Regions from separate parts of the Anser cygnoides genome. Here region 2 is linked to region 1. Evidence: chromatin contacts called from public Hi-C data. All regions are on one chromosome and are shown on one strand. The core of a region is the stretch at or near the end of the contact, and the rest is flanking DNA. Distances in the headings are between cores, read along the strand shown.

Evidence for each region. Hi-C and Micro-C count contacts between places; a contact is called where the count stands out from the background.
Region 2: a Hi-C map of liver shows a contact between it and region 1, with 5 times the contacts expected there. The contact joins the promoter of HORMAD2 here to the promoter of MED13L in region 1. A contact is called at or near these places in 2 of 7 Hi-C or Micro-C datasets (both in liver).

Annotation. Positions count from the first base shown.
Region 1 is chr17:13,318,172-13,324,957 of Taihu_goose_T2T_genome, forward strand. MED13L (mediator complex subunit 13L) reads right to left here and starts at 4,338. Exons shown (of 31, transcript XM_066978764.1): 1 at 3,763-4,338. The coding sequence starts at 3,834. It overlaps LOC136786538 (a long non-coding RNA gene), which reads right to left. Exons shown (of 10, transcript XR_010825457.1): 10 at 5,618-6,672.
Region 2 is chr17:14,054,613-14,060,946 of Taihu_goose_T2T_genome, forward strand. HORMAD2 (HORMA domain containing 2) reads left to right here and starts at 1,464. Exons shown (of 13, transcript XM_066979181.1): 1 at 1,464-2,353; 2 at 2,853-2,894; 3 at 3,291-3,379; 4 at 4,233-4,377; 5 at 5,731-5,794. The coding sequence starts at 3,329.

The DNA of each region.
Region 1 (6,786 bases), core at 3,088-5,587:
TCCTGTCACTGCCGGTGAGCCGAATGCAGAACCCCCCCAGTGACCCTGTAAGTTCGACTTGGAGCACCAGCAGGAGCAAAGACCAAATTCCTGTTCTCCAGCCCTTTCTTGCAGCAGGTTTCTGTAAGAATGCATTCAAACAAGTGCTCCCGACCTCTTTGACAGCAGATGCTACCAGGCATTACATAAATTCGTATGGCTTTCCGAGCACACCGTCGTCTTTTCCAGGCTGAAGCCTCCCACAGCATCTAACCTTCCATCACACGAAAGCTGCTCCACATTTTCAGTCACTCCTGACACCTTTCTGCCCGCCTTCTCCAGCTGCGGCACACGAGATGTTGTGCAACCTCGGCCCCGTTTCAGAGAGCGACTCGTGCCTGTTGATCACCACAGCAGCCAAGCCGGACAGGTGAGGAAACGTCTCGGCACCTCGTGCAAGCCTTCGCGTGATTAACCCTTACGCACAGGAAGAACCAAATTAATTTCAGTAAGGCTACCTCTGTGATTCAGGATTATTCAGAGGAGGACGGTATTAAAACTCCAGGGCCAGCATGTTACCTCGCAGCATTTTGTCTGGAGATAGTTAATAGCCAACTCTTCATTAGGATTTAATGAAACCAGCCCTTAACACTTTCTTATTAAGTAATGTTTTGACAAACAAACAGTCTTTTTCCGAAACAGCAGCAGACATTTTGACTGCTGCCGTAACAGTTCGGATAAATACAATTTCTTCTCCTGCTGGGCTAGAAGCGCAGCCGTTGGTGTGTTTTAATGAGCCCATCGCCCCGCAGAGCGCAGACAAGTTCTCATCCGAGGTGCACTCCGATGACAAATATCCGAAGCGACCCTTGCATCATCTTGCTCAAAGACGCTTGACGTTTACAGCAGAAGCCCAGAAGTCTTTGTGCACGCTGCCTTGCCCGGCAGAGCACACACACCACCCCGTTTTCTCAAAGGGCGCTGGATTCCTGCCTCGGCGCAGAACAATGCACGGCGCAGGCTGCAGCCCTGCGCATCGCCGCGTCCAGGGGGACACCTCACAACATGCAGCTGCGCAAGCCCGAGAGCTCTTTCAGTGACTGGATGCTCAAAGCCAGGTTTGTAAGACTCACGTCAGACTACACCTTCCCCTCGCGTGAAATATTGTAAGCTACAGACCTGCGCACATTCTGGACGTCACCAATAAAGCAGAATCGGTTACTAGAAAGCTTTAGGTAATATTTTTCATACAAACATAAAATACTTTCAGAAAATATTTCCCCTGAAAAGATTCAAATAAAAAGCGGTGCTTGTCATCTCTCTAAGCTGCCTGCAGCTGACACAAAAATAAAGCTACAATTCCCGAACTGCCAAAGCAACCCAAATCCACGACAGCGACCAGCACAGACTCGCAGCAGAGCCTGGGCTGCTCTGGGCTGGGAAGACGGCGCTCCTCGGAAACCAGCGCTCGTGGGAAGAAGTGCGCCTCAACACAAGCACGCAGAAATCCTATTTCTGAGCTGCAGCTCGCCAGGCAAGAGCATTCCTTCTCGATTCCAGCCCAAAACAAAGCGGGAGATAAACAATGACCTCTAGCAGCCAGCGCCTACCAGCAGGACGGGTTTAGGACAGCCTCGCAATTCACCGCACTCCTAAAGACGGGTGATTTCCCATCCACGGCTAGCGGGGTTGCGCACCCTTTTCTTCTGCTGCACTGCAAAAGTAAATGATTGGCAAAAGCTTCTCTAATTAGTAATCCAGACTACTGTACCTTTAACACTTCATAAATTTTTGAAAGAATATGACAATCTGAGGTGAAAAGGTCAACCGCTGTCGGCCACAGGTTCCCAGTCAGTATTTCCTTTCCCAGTACCCTGCACTGGTATGTGAACCCCAGCAAACACTGATGTAACTGAAAATAACTCACACTAATAGTCACCGTGCATTTGTATATATGCGTGTATACACGTTTGAAAAAATACTATTTAATTGGCTATTTTTAGCACGTAGAGCCAGGAAACAATAAAAGCATTGCAGTTGGATGCACAGCACCCCATGCCAGGTATGGAGAGCTCTCACAAAATCACACCGGAGATTAAAGGGTGGCACGTTAAACTCATTATCATTATTAAGCCCACTCGCAAAAGAATTCGGCTGGATTTATTTTGACGACGTTACGCACCCATGTAAAGATTTAACATTTCCCTAGTAGGGTGAAAAACAAAGCAGACACCAACCCACAACAACTATGAAACAACTCCACGTTCTAGCACGCGCTAATTGCACTCCGCCAATTACTGCTGCCAATGACAGATCTGCAGTTTGCAGCTACATGAAGTTATGCTCCTCAGAAACACGCTAATCGATTTTCCGTGAACAAACGGGGACCTCACAACTCTATAGGTAAAGGATAAACATTCACCACCTCGCTCTTACAACCTGATACGATCGTCTCCCTCGTGCTTATTGTTTTTTCTCTGCGTGTATTCAGGATCCCTGTAACAATCCCCGCACCTCCACACACATAGCGCTGCTGTACACCAGTATGTCCCAGAAAACTCTGTCAAGCAAAAGCCTACGTACAAGCCTAAGTAACGTAAAAGTTCATCAAAGAGCCAAAGATAAGAACTGCATTTATTCTCGCGGAAGAATCTCTGGGCCAGTTTCCTAGCAGCGTAAATGACAACAGCTCTTGTCCCAAATTCTCAGTAGGTATGAGCAAAATACGGAAAGCATACAGACATAAACAAGCCAACAGAAGCAAAATAACAAACGTACAGCAACAGAAAAAAAAATATTAAACAAAAAGACGGATCATTCACATTTTGAGTTTCCCTTCCATTATTTTTCCCTTAATTCTTACAAGAGAGCTAACAATAGTCTCTTCCTTTCTGTTGGAAAAAAAAAAACACCTAAAAATCAATGTGTTCACCCACCTCCAATTCTTGCAGAGCACTGGCTAAGGGAGATGCTACCCACCAAGAGCTTTTCTATGCCAGAGCCAAGCCTGCGTTCCAAGTTTGTGGTAGCCGTACCACGCCACGCACCGTGAGCTCCTCCTTCCTCCTGCCCCAGCAGCAGGAGAAGGCTGGGGATGATCCAGCAGCCCTCCCACTCACCCGGCTGCTGCCCCGCCACAAGGGACGCGGCTCCTGCAGGTGGCAGGTAAAATAAGGCACGGCAATAGCCCCACTTCCAAGGGGCCCTGCCCTTACACGGAAACAGACCGTTTTCTCGCTTCAAATTTAGCTCACGAAGCTGCAGCTGGCTGATAACGTAATTCCTGCAGCGTTAAACCAACCGAGCCGAGTACAAAGTTGTCGATCACCAACGAGACGGGAGGATGACATCTCGGCTATCCGCCTAACCACCAGAGCCCATTTTCAGCTGCTTCCCTCCAGCGAAGGGAAAAAAAAAAAGAAAAAAAAAAGGCAAACAAACAGCATTTCTGCCCACCCGAGCCCCATACACACAGCGGGGCCGTGCCAGGACAGAGGCCCCCAGCCCCCGAAATGGCGCCTGTCCCCACCAGCAGGGACCCCAACAGGCTGGCAGCGCCTTACCGGGGAGGGGGCCGCTCCATCCAGCTCCTGCCCCCCAGCAGCCGCGCGGGGAGGGCGCAGCAGCACGAAGCAAGCCCGGGGCGCCGAGCCGAGGGAGGAGCCAGCGGGAGGAGCAGCCCCACGCAGCGGGGCTCTAAAAAACCCCCCACCGGGGCCGGCCGCGACCCACCCCCCGGTACCCCCCCCCCCCCCCCGCCCTGTCTCCCCGGTGCCCACTCACCAGCGAGAAGAGGTTGGAGTGGCAGTCCTCCAGGCTGGCCCCGTTCGCCACCCAGTTGGCCGCCGCCGTCATGATCCTCGGCGAGCCGTGCCGCCGGAGCGGGGCATGTCTGAGGGGCCGGGCCCGGCGGGGCTGGGGGAGCACCGGGCGCTAAGCCCCGACCCCAGCCCGGGGCAGGGGGGGGCAGCGCGGCCGGCAGGGGGCGTGAGGCGGCGGCGGCGAGGCCGGGGCGGCGCTGCTTCAAGGGGGCCCCCGGCGGGGAGGGGGGGCGAAGCGAGGAGGAGGAGGAGGAAGAAGGGGGGGGGGCCTCCCTCAGGGCCCAGCCGCGGCCCCCCCCCGGCGGCGGGCGGAGCGGCTCCGCGGCCTGCAAGCGGCGGGGAGCGGGGGGGCGCCGCCCGGCGGAGGCCGCGGCCCCTCCGCTCGCTGCTGCGGCCGAAGGAGCCCGGGAGCGGAGGGAGGGGAAGGAAGGGAAGGAGGAGAGGCGGCGGCCCCGGGCCCGGGCCCGGGCCCGGCCGCGGGAGCGCTGCTGGCGGCGGCCCCGCTGCGGCCCCGCCCGGCCGCCCTCGCGCACCCGCCGCTGCCTCTCGCCGCTCTGACAGCAATGGCGGCCGCCCGCCGCACCGCGCCTCGCCATTGGGCGCCGCCGACACACGTGACGCGCGGCGGGCGGGGGCGGGGCGCGGCGGGAGGCTCCGCCCCCTTTTTTCTCCGCTCCCTCCCTCCCCCGACTCGCTCCCCTCCCCTCACGGCTCGCGGCCCCGCCCCGCCGGGGGCGCGCAGGCGGGAGCGCGCAGGGGGGTCGGGGTGAGGGGGGGGGTGATGGAAATGGGGCTCGGGGGCGGCTGGTGGGCACCCCGTCCGGGTAACGGCTGCAGGAGGGGGGGGCCCGCCGCATAGTGAAGCCGTCTCGTGTCATTATTGAGGATTTTGTTCGTAAGAAACCCCGAAATTCGGGATTTTCAAGGTTCACGGTGTCCTGCTGGGTCCAGCCCTCAGGAACCCACAGGTGCAGGTCACAGCTCAGCAGCCTGAACCTCACACGGACCGGCTGCTGCACCCTGCACGGGGGACACAAAGCGACTGTCACCGTCCGAAACACAAAGTTTGTTTAGAAACTTAAGCTTTGGGACAGAACTAGGGTCATAGAATCTATAGAATCATAGAACCTATGGAATCATAGGATCATAGAATCTATAGGATCTATAGAATCATGGAATCTATAGAGTCATCGAATCTATAAAATGTATAGTATCTGTAGAATCATAGAACCTATAGAATCTATAGGATCTATAGAATCATAGGATCATAGAATCCATAGGATCTATAGGATCATCGAACCCATAGAATCTATAGGGCCGTAGAACCTATAGAATCTATAGGATCTATAGAATCATATAATCTACAGAATCAATAGGATTATAGGATCTATACAATCACAGAATCTATAGAACCATAGGATCGTAGGACCTATAGAACCATTCTATGATTCCATAGAAAATGTAGCACGTTTTCAGTGCTGTCATTCAGTGGGAAAAGTTTTCCCTCCGTGCCTAATGGCAGCTTTCCTTATCATGATTTTTAATCTTATTTAGGCTTTTTTTTTCGATTATTTTCTTTGTAATAAATTAAGAAGATTAGCATCTGTTCTAATGACTGAATGGCGTTTGTTTGGACTTACCTCATAGTAACAAATCTCTAAGACAAACAGGCATCACTGCCATTCACCCAGCTTACGCACACAGCGAGAGAGAGAATTTGGGCTAAAAGAAAATTTCCACCCAGGCCGGCGTTCTCACGGTGTGTGTTCTGCCACTGACAAATCTATCAAGCCCCGTTCACGTCACTGTCACACCAAACAGGATTCTGTCTTGCAAAGACTGGGGCTATACTGGTGTTTTCAAACACACAATCTAAATATTCACATTCAGCTACAGGTGCACTTTTTTATTTTTATTTTTAAACATACTAGATTGCCAAATAAACTACAAACTCACTCCAGGGAGAGAGAGACTTTTACCCTCCTTCATTTCATTTAGGAGATCAAAGTGCCACAAAGGTGTTGTGAAAGCTCCGAACTGGTAAGGGACAAAGCTGACAAAGTAATCAAACTGCCAATATTCTAGAAAGCACTTGCTGCAAGCTGGCAAACCAGAAGCAGCAGAGTAGAGTACTCTGGTCCATATTACTCCCCTTTCTTTTGGAGACAAGTCTCATAAACAGAGAACACAATGTGACACTTGCAAATTTGTCGAGCAACACGTATTAACCAGCAAAGGTTGAAAAACACACCCTTCCCCATTAATACACTCCAGCTTCAGTTATAAGTCCAATTACTAAGTAATGCCTAGGGTACAACAAACACTTTTATAAAGCATCCGTTCCATTTCTGAAATAGAACATCCATTAACATGAAAAAAAAATGTTTTTCTTATTATAAAAATATTTTGAAATCGAGGATCACTTTATTATTTATCCCAGAGAGCAACAACACTTTGCAGAATTAGACCCTGCAGAAGAGTGTATTCATGTTTCCTCCATGGGCTGCTTACCCTCCAAACGGTACAACCAGTTGTCAGCATTTCTCTTCTGCATCTTCCAAGTAGAAATGACTTACTGTGCTTGATTTTCTCCCCATCTTAAGATAACCCACACTGGGGCCTAACACATCATTCGAATCCATTTTCGGGGGAGAAATGTTAATATCCTCACACTGCTGCTTCGGCCATTTTTTCGGGATTCTTGTGAAAGCTAACAACTCTTTCAACTAAATATCTTTCACTGTAATTACATTTCCTTTGTGAGTGAATGTTTTAAAGTCGAAGAGTTGCTGTTCTGTTTGCATTTGTGCAGGGCTATCAGTTGAAAGTTTTGGCCACGTCTCTGCGTTGCAAAGTTCACTTTGTTTTTAAACTGAAAAAAAATCTCTTTAAGTCTTTTACTGGTTACTTGACTTCATATTATGTTCAATTTAATAGACATGAGAAATCACTATAGCCTAATCTTTCACTTCAGAGTACCAAACCA
Region 2 (6,334 bases), core at 214-2,713, 730 kb after region 1:
CTGAAGAGTGACAGAATGCCTGGAAACAGGAAGAAAAGGTTTAGGCAGGTCATTCTGTAAATGAGGTGTTGGTTAAAAAGGGAAATTCATCTTCCTTGTCTGGAGTCCTGGGTTGTGACACTAGCTCCAAAAAGAATCTGCTTCTTATGAAGTCTCTGATGTCATAAATTTGAGTCAGGATGATATTAAATGTTTTCCTTTCCCTGGGGAAGTACCTGAGTGTTCTAAGAACGTCTTTTGTCTTTGAGTAGTATAAAACATGCACCTAATTTTGACTGATATGCTGATAATAAAAGCAGTACCATGATTTTAAACCTGCATGATAGCAAAGTGCTGTTACAAGCATAGATGTTGGAGACTTGAGCATGGGGTGAAACCCAGGGACATGTCCCAACCCCAGCATGAACTTAGACCAGCTGGAGAGTGTGTTAGTGAAGCAAAACCAGTCACCTTTCACCTTTATCCAGTCCCACAAAGCCACACTGATGTCTTGGTTCAAAAATTCAGGTGCTACTTGTTTGGTGGGACCTCCTCACTTTCTTGATGCTGGCACTGTGACTGCATCAGGTTGTCAGAGCCACCTGTGGTGTGGCTCCTGTTCATGCTGCAGCACCCCGTCCCTCACTTCAGCAGGGGTTTGCATACATTTAACAGTCCCACTATGCAGAAAATGGTTTGTGCAGCTGGGAGGTAAAGAAATGCACCTTTTGCTTCAGTGGGGAAGGCACGGCCGCTGGCGACACCTGCTTGGACAGCACCACGAGCGCCTGGTGCCGGCCTCCAGGCATGCTTGGGCCAAGCCTAATGCCCTGCGATGACTGTGCTGCTATTTCTTCCCTCAGTCACGCTACCAAAGGGCACCTTGCTGTGTCTGCACTCAGGGGCCCTGGGGGAAGGAAGTTAGTTAGACATTGGGACGGGTTGCCCAGGGAGGTGGTGGCATCACCGTCCCTGGGGGTGTTTAAGGAAATGTTGGACGTGGTGCTTAGGGACACGGATTAGTGGGTGATATTGGTGGTAGGGGGATGGTTGGACCAGATGATCTTGGAGCTCGTTTCCAACCTTAATGACTCTAGGATTCTATGAAGAGGAAAGCTGCCCACAGGCTGCGAGCAGGCACCTTTGCCATCAGCCTGGCGGGAGCCCCGCTGCCCTGGAAGCCTCCTCCACGCTCCCAAGCCCCCACATCGGGGCCATGCTCCCCCTGCACCGCCTGGACCCTCCACGCGCCGTCTTTGGACCCAGCGCCACTTTCCCCCTCAGCCGGGCCTGCCACGGCGCCGCCGAGCCCCCGCCCTCCGCCCGCCCCCAGCGCCGCGCAGGCCCGGGGGCCCCGCGGCACCGCCCGGAGCCGAGCCGAGCCGAGCCGGCAGGCGGAGCCCGCGGCCCCCAGGCTGAAGGAGCGGGGCTCAGCCGCGCAGGTACTGGCCCGGCACGGCCCGGCCCGACACAGCGAGGGGGCCGCCGTGCGTCAAGATGGCTCCGCGCTGTGGCGGCCGTGGCCCGGCGCCTCAGCGGGACCCCGCGGGCTGGCGAGGGGCGGCGGGCGCCAGCCCCGGCTGCGGGTGGCGCTGGGGGCTCCCCGGTCAGAAAAACAAAACAAGACAAAAAAAACGCTTTTAAAACTCCAGTGGCAGCCTTATGGAGGCCGCTGTAGTCTGAAAGCAGCCGAAATTAATGATGGGGAGCAAGCGGCCGCCCGCAGCCATGCCCTGGGGTGAGGCCACATGGCAGGGCCGGGGGCGCTGAGGGGCCGGGGGCCGGGGCCGGGTCCTGGTCCTGGCCCGTTCCCTCTCCTCGGCTCCCCGGCTCGCAGCGCGGTGGGGCTTTGGAAGCCGGGCAGCTTTTTTCCTCTCTCATAATCCGGGAAAAAAAAAAGTCAGGTTTGGCCGGGTTGCAGTCGTGATTGTGGTGCCCTCGGGGGCGCCACGTACCCAAGCAATCAGATCAGATACACGCAGTCAAGATGACATTTCCTTTGTGTGTAAATCGATTATGAATGTACCGTGTTGTAGAAAACATATTTCCTTATCTCTCTGGCTCACTTAAATCAGCTTTATTTAGCTAATAACCTGACGTCGGAGTAATGCCTTTGTCTGTTTTAATTGCATTCCAGTCCTGTTTGAAGTGTGCTTAGTCAAACGTGATTTTAAAAAATCCTAAAATATTTAACATGTAAATACTAAAAATTTCGCAGGTGTGTATTTGTTGAAATATACTTCTATAGCAGTAATCCGCCCTCATTACTAAATGAAGTGCTAAATTTAGCACAAAAGCTGTGACAGGTTCCAATCAACGTCCTAATGACTGCCAGCAAATGGAAACGAGGCGTCCATGGAAAAGAGCTGAAAAGGTAAAACACAGAACGAGATTCAGTCAGCTGCAATAAAAGTCCTCTGCTCACTGCGTTAGTTCACGATTTAAATCAATCCACTACGTTTATGTTATTATTTTAATTGTTAATAGAAATACTGACTGGCTGTGGACAAGGAAGCGCTCCGCTGGGGACCTCTTCGTGGTGTTCTTCATTAGCGTCTCCCCGTTAGCGACTACACGTTGAGATCTCGCAGCGAGCCATTTTTCAAACTGGTTAATGTGCGCCTTGCTAATTCCATCTAATGGAAGCTTTTAATCAAGATGTCAGTCGGTGCTAAATCAAGCACCTCACTGAAGTGCCAAACATGTAACATCCACGTTATTGCCTTTATCAACCAGCTTTCCATTCTTGTTAAATAAAAAATTAATAATTGAAAAAGAAAAAGGATTTTCCTCTTTAATCCAGGTTTGTTTAACAAGACGTGCTTTCATTAACACAATGTGGACTTCTCTTTTTTTTTTTTTTTTTTTCCAAGGTGTCCCAGAAGAGTCATTCCTGTATTCTGGCCAAGATTGATGTTAGTGTGTTTCCTGCTTACCCTGCTAAAATACTGGATACCATTGGCAGAATTCCAGTTCTTTCACATTCCCCCTTCACACTTTTTCATGGTTGTAGGAATTAACATTGTGGCTTGGAATATGAAAAATGCAATTTAAAAGGGCAGTAGCTGGCATCGAGTACACTTATGGCCCTGAATTTCAAATACTATTGATCATTTACCAGTGAATAGAGAGTTTTTCCATTCTGCAAACTTCCAGACAGTGCCATAGTGTATCTATGGTTTGCTTTGCTTTAGCTGGCAATTAGTTTTTATACCGAATCTGGCTGAAGAATCTGGCTCCTACTTTAAGGAAGATGAGGAGTTGTAATGATGGTGTATTTTCCAGGTGTCTCCTGTCTGTTTTTTTTTCAGGTTTTTGATTGCAAGTGGAAGGCAGGTCTTTGAAATACATGATGGCCACTTGTCAGCTTTTACACACTAGACAAAAGAAGTCTTCTAAGGTAAAAACCTTGAAATGCGATGCTGCTGGCAATTTTACCTCTCAGTTTTGGGGCCTGACATATCTGTACCCTGTGAGCTGGGAACACTTTCTGCTGGCTATGTTGTTCACAGTTTAATTAAAAAGCAGGTATTTTCAATTTAATGAGTCCAGGAAGATACAGCATGCGGTTTTGACATATTTGACTAAATAAATAAAGGCTCATTAGGTGTGTACAGGACTTTATTAGCAGGAAGTAAAGCAATGACCTAATAAAGGAACTAAATTTAGTATACTTTCCACTGGGATTTTTCAAGTTTAAGTCATGCAGTGCTTAGTATTTACATTAGCTCCAACCTTAGACATGTTTACATCTCTGTGTTAAAATCACTCTGAAAACTAGGTCTGCCTACAGTGTTGACAGGCTTGGTCTGCTGTCACATCTCAAAAAAAGCTGTGGCAGGCACTGAACTTTGGTACAGCAGTAAACAACACACCAGCACAGGCACTTGCTTGACTCCACTATTAACTCTGTAGAACAGAGCTGGCAGAAAAGTATATACACTTTTGTATTTAAGGGGTGGTTGTCTGCTAAGTGTCTGCATTGGTACAGTAGAGGGGGTGGGAATGTTCAGCTGTGATAGAGGAGAGTAATGACCAATGCAGTCTGCATCTGGGTAAATCACATCAGATCGATTGATAACATTCCTTGAAATATTTAATCACACTTAGTTTGACGTGAATCACTCTCTGTGTAATATGAAGACCAGGGAATTGTTAAAATTACCTTTTAAAGTTACCCTTTCTTTCTACCTGTTGAGAGTCATTTCTAAATATAAAATAGCTCTACTTTTAACTTCACCCTTCTTTTTCAGGAATCAGTGTTGTTTCCCAACAAAATTGATACTAAGAAGCAGTCTGTGGTGCTGGTGAAGAGACTTCTGGCCATCTCTGTCTCCTGTATAACATACCTGAGAGGGCTGTTCCCAGAGAGTTCTTACGGAACTCGCTATTTAGATGGTAACACTTTCAGTTTGTGCTGCATTCTTATTCATACTTGCTGTATTTTAGCAATAATCTACTCTGCAGATTAGGTTCTAGCTGCTCATATATGTATGAGTTTAGTTCATTAGGAATACAGCTAGCATGCTTTCTCAGGTCTTGATGCAGACAATGCTTCTGCATCAGATAGAGTATAGAAGACGATGTAGAGGTATTAGCAACACATGGCTTTCCTGTTCATGTCTCTTTTGGTTTATAATTTTTCCTTGGTGTTGCCAGCCCTGTGAGTCAGTCCCCAGAGTCAGGAGCTTGACTTAAGAATCAGTATTTAAAAACGAGCTCTGATTGGTGTGTGTTATTTTCCTGTGGATTTCTGAGCCCTTGGGTTTCAAATTTTCAGCTTTCTTTGTGAGATAGAAAGTAGAATTGGTTTTGTTATTATTTTTTTTCTGTAAAAATTGACTAGCTCACATAACCACATGCGTTTGGTCAGAACTAGCAAACTAACCACAGTCAGACCTTTAAGGAAGAAGGACGTTACTGTAAGACTTGTCATAGGATCACAAGAATTAATGATGCTTTGATTCATCATCCTCTTTTTGTTCATTCAAGATGTGTTAGCAGGTCTAAAATGTTTCTTTGTATTCCAGTCCATCCCCATGTTTTTACCTGGGCAGGTATTTATCCTGAAACATGGTCACATGTGGACTTGGTTGAGGGCACAGGAAATCCCTAATTGTCTTTTGATCACCAAGCCCCGAAAAGCCACTAGTCTTTCTAATCAAATGTCAGGTCTTTCAAGTGCCTTTTTAATCAAAAATGTTAACATCTGGCCTGCTTATGCCTTTAAGTGCTCTTTGGTTGACTCCTAAGGTGTTATTAATTCACCGCCTCATTTGCAGGATGGGTTTCCTCTTGCCATTTGTAATGCCTGAAACCAGCGGCAGAAGGAACTGCGTGGAAAAACTTAACCGAAGCAGTTTATTCTATGTATAGTCATTTATCTCATTCAGATGTTGGTGCAGTCTGAATGCAGATGTGAAGGTGTTGTTTGGAAATGCCAGAATAGATGGGAATGAAGAAGGGAGGAAGGGGGCAACGGAAGCTGTAGGTTTTTTGAAATTAAGCCATAACTCTAGCACTTTTTTCTGGCAGAGTCCAGATCATCTGAGGAAGGTCTTTGACATTTGAAAATGCAGCAATAAGCTTGTGTCAGCCCACCTGGGACTCAGTGGAAAACCAACATTTCCGCTCAGGAAGGACCTCCAGATAGTGTTTTATCCAAAAAAGGGAGGATGACTGGTTTGGTTTCAGTGTTTGCCCAATAGTTGTGATAAGGATGGTAACTATGTGCTAAATCTGGTTTTGCAGACCTCTGTCTAAAAATTCTCCGAGAAGATAAAAGCTGTCTGGGATCATTTCAGATAGTCAAGTGGTAAGTGAGTAACAGCGAAACTAAGACAAGATTGTGCTGAATAGCAAGACATCTACCCCTCAAATTCTTCTTCCTGTGTTTGAAAATACTGTGCCCAGTAGTGCGATTGGATACGCCAGTGCAACTCCCACTGCTGCGGTGTGTGCTTCGCCCTGTACGTAAGCAAGACAGAATTAGCTTAGCAGATCATGTGAGTTCAAGGTCTCTTGTGTTAACTTGAGTGAGGTCATGGTCAGGCCCCAGAGCACAGAGGCAGCATAGGTAGGCAGAGAGAGTAAAGAAAATCACAGGACTGATTCTTTTTTTTTTTTTTTTAAAATCTTTTCCAGTTTCACTTTTATAGTGATTCTTGTAGATTCTTTTAAGTATGTACTATATTTTATCTCCCTAGATATTCTGTGTCTAAGTACCTTATGGCTGTCTTGTGTGTTATTTAGGATGCCTTTCCGAATTAGCATGTTCTCAGCAAGCAGAGAGTCTGACTTTGATTTGCTAAGGAGATAGGCAGCTGCAAAGACTCAAGGACCATTGCTACCTCAA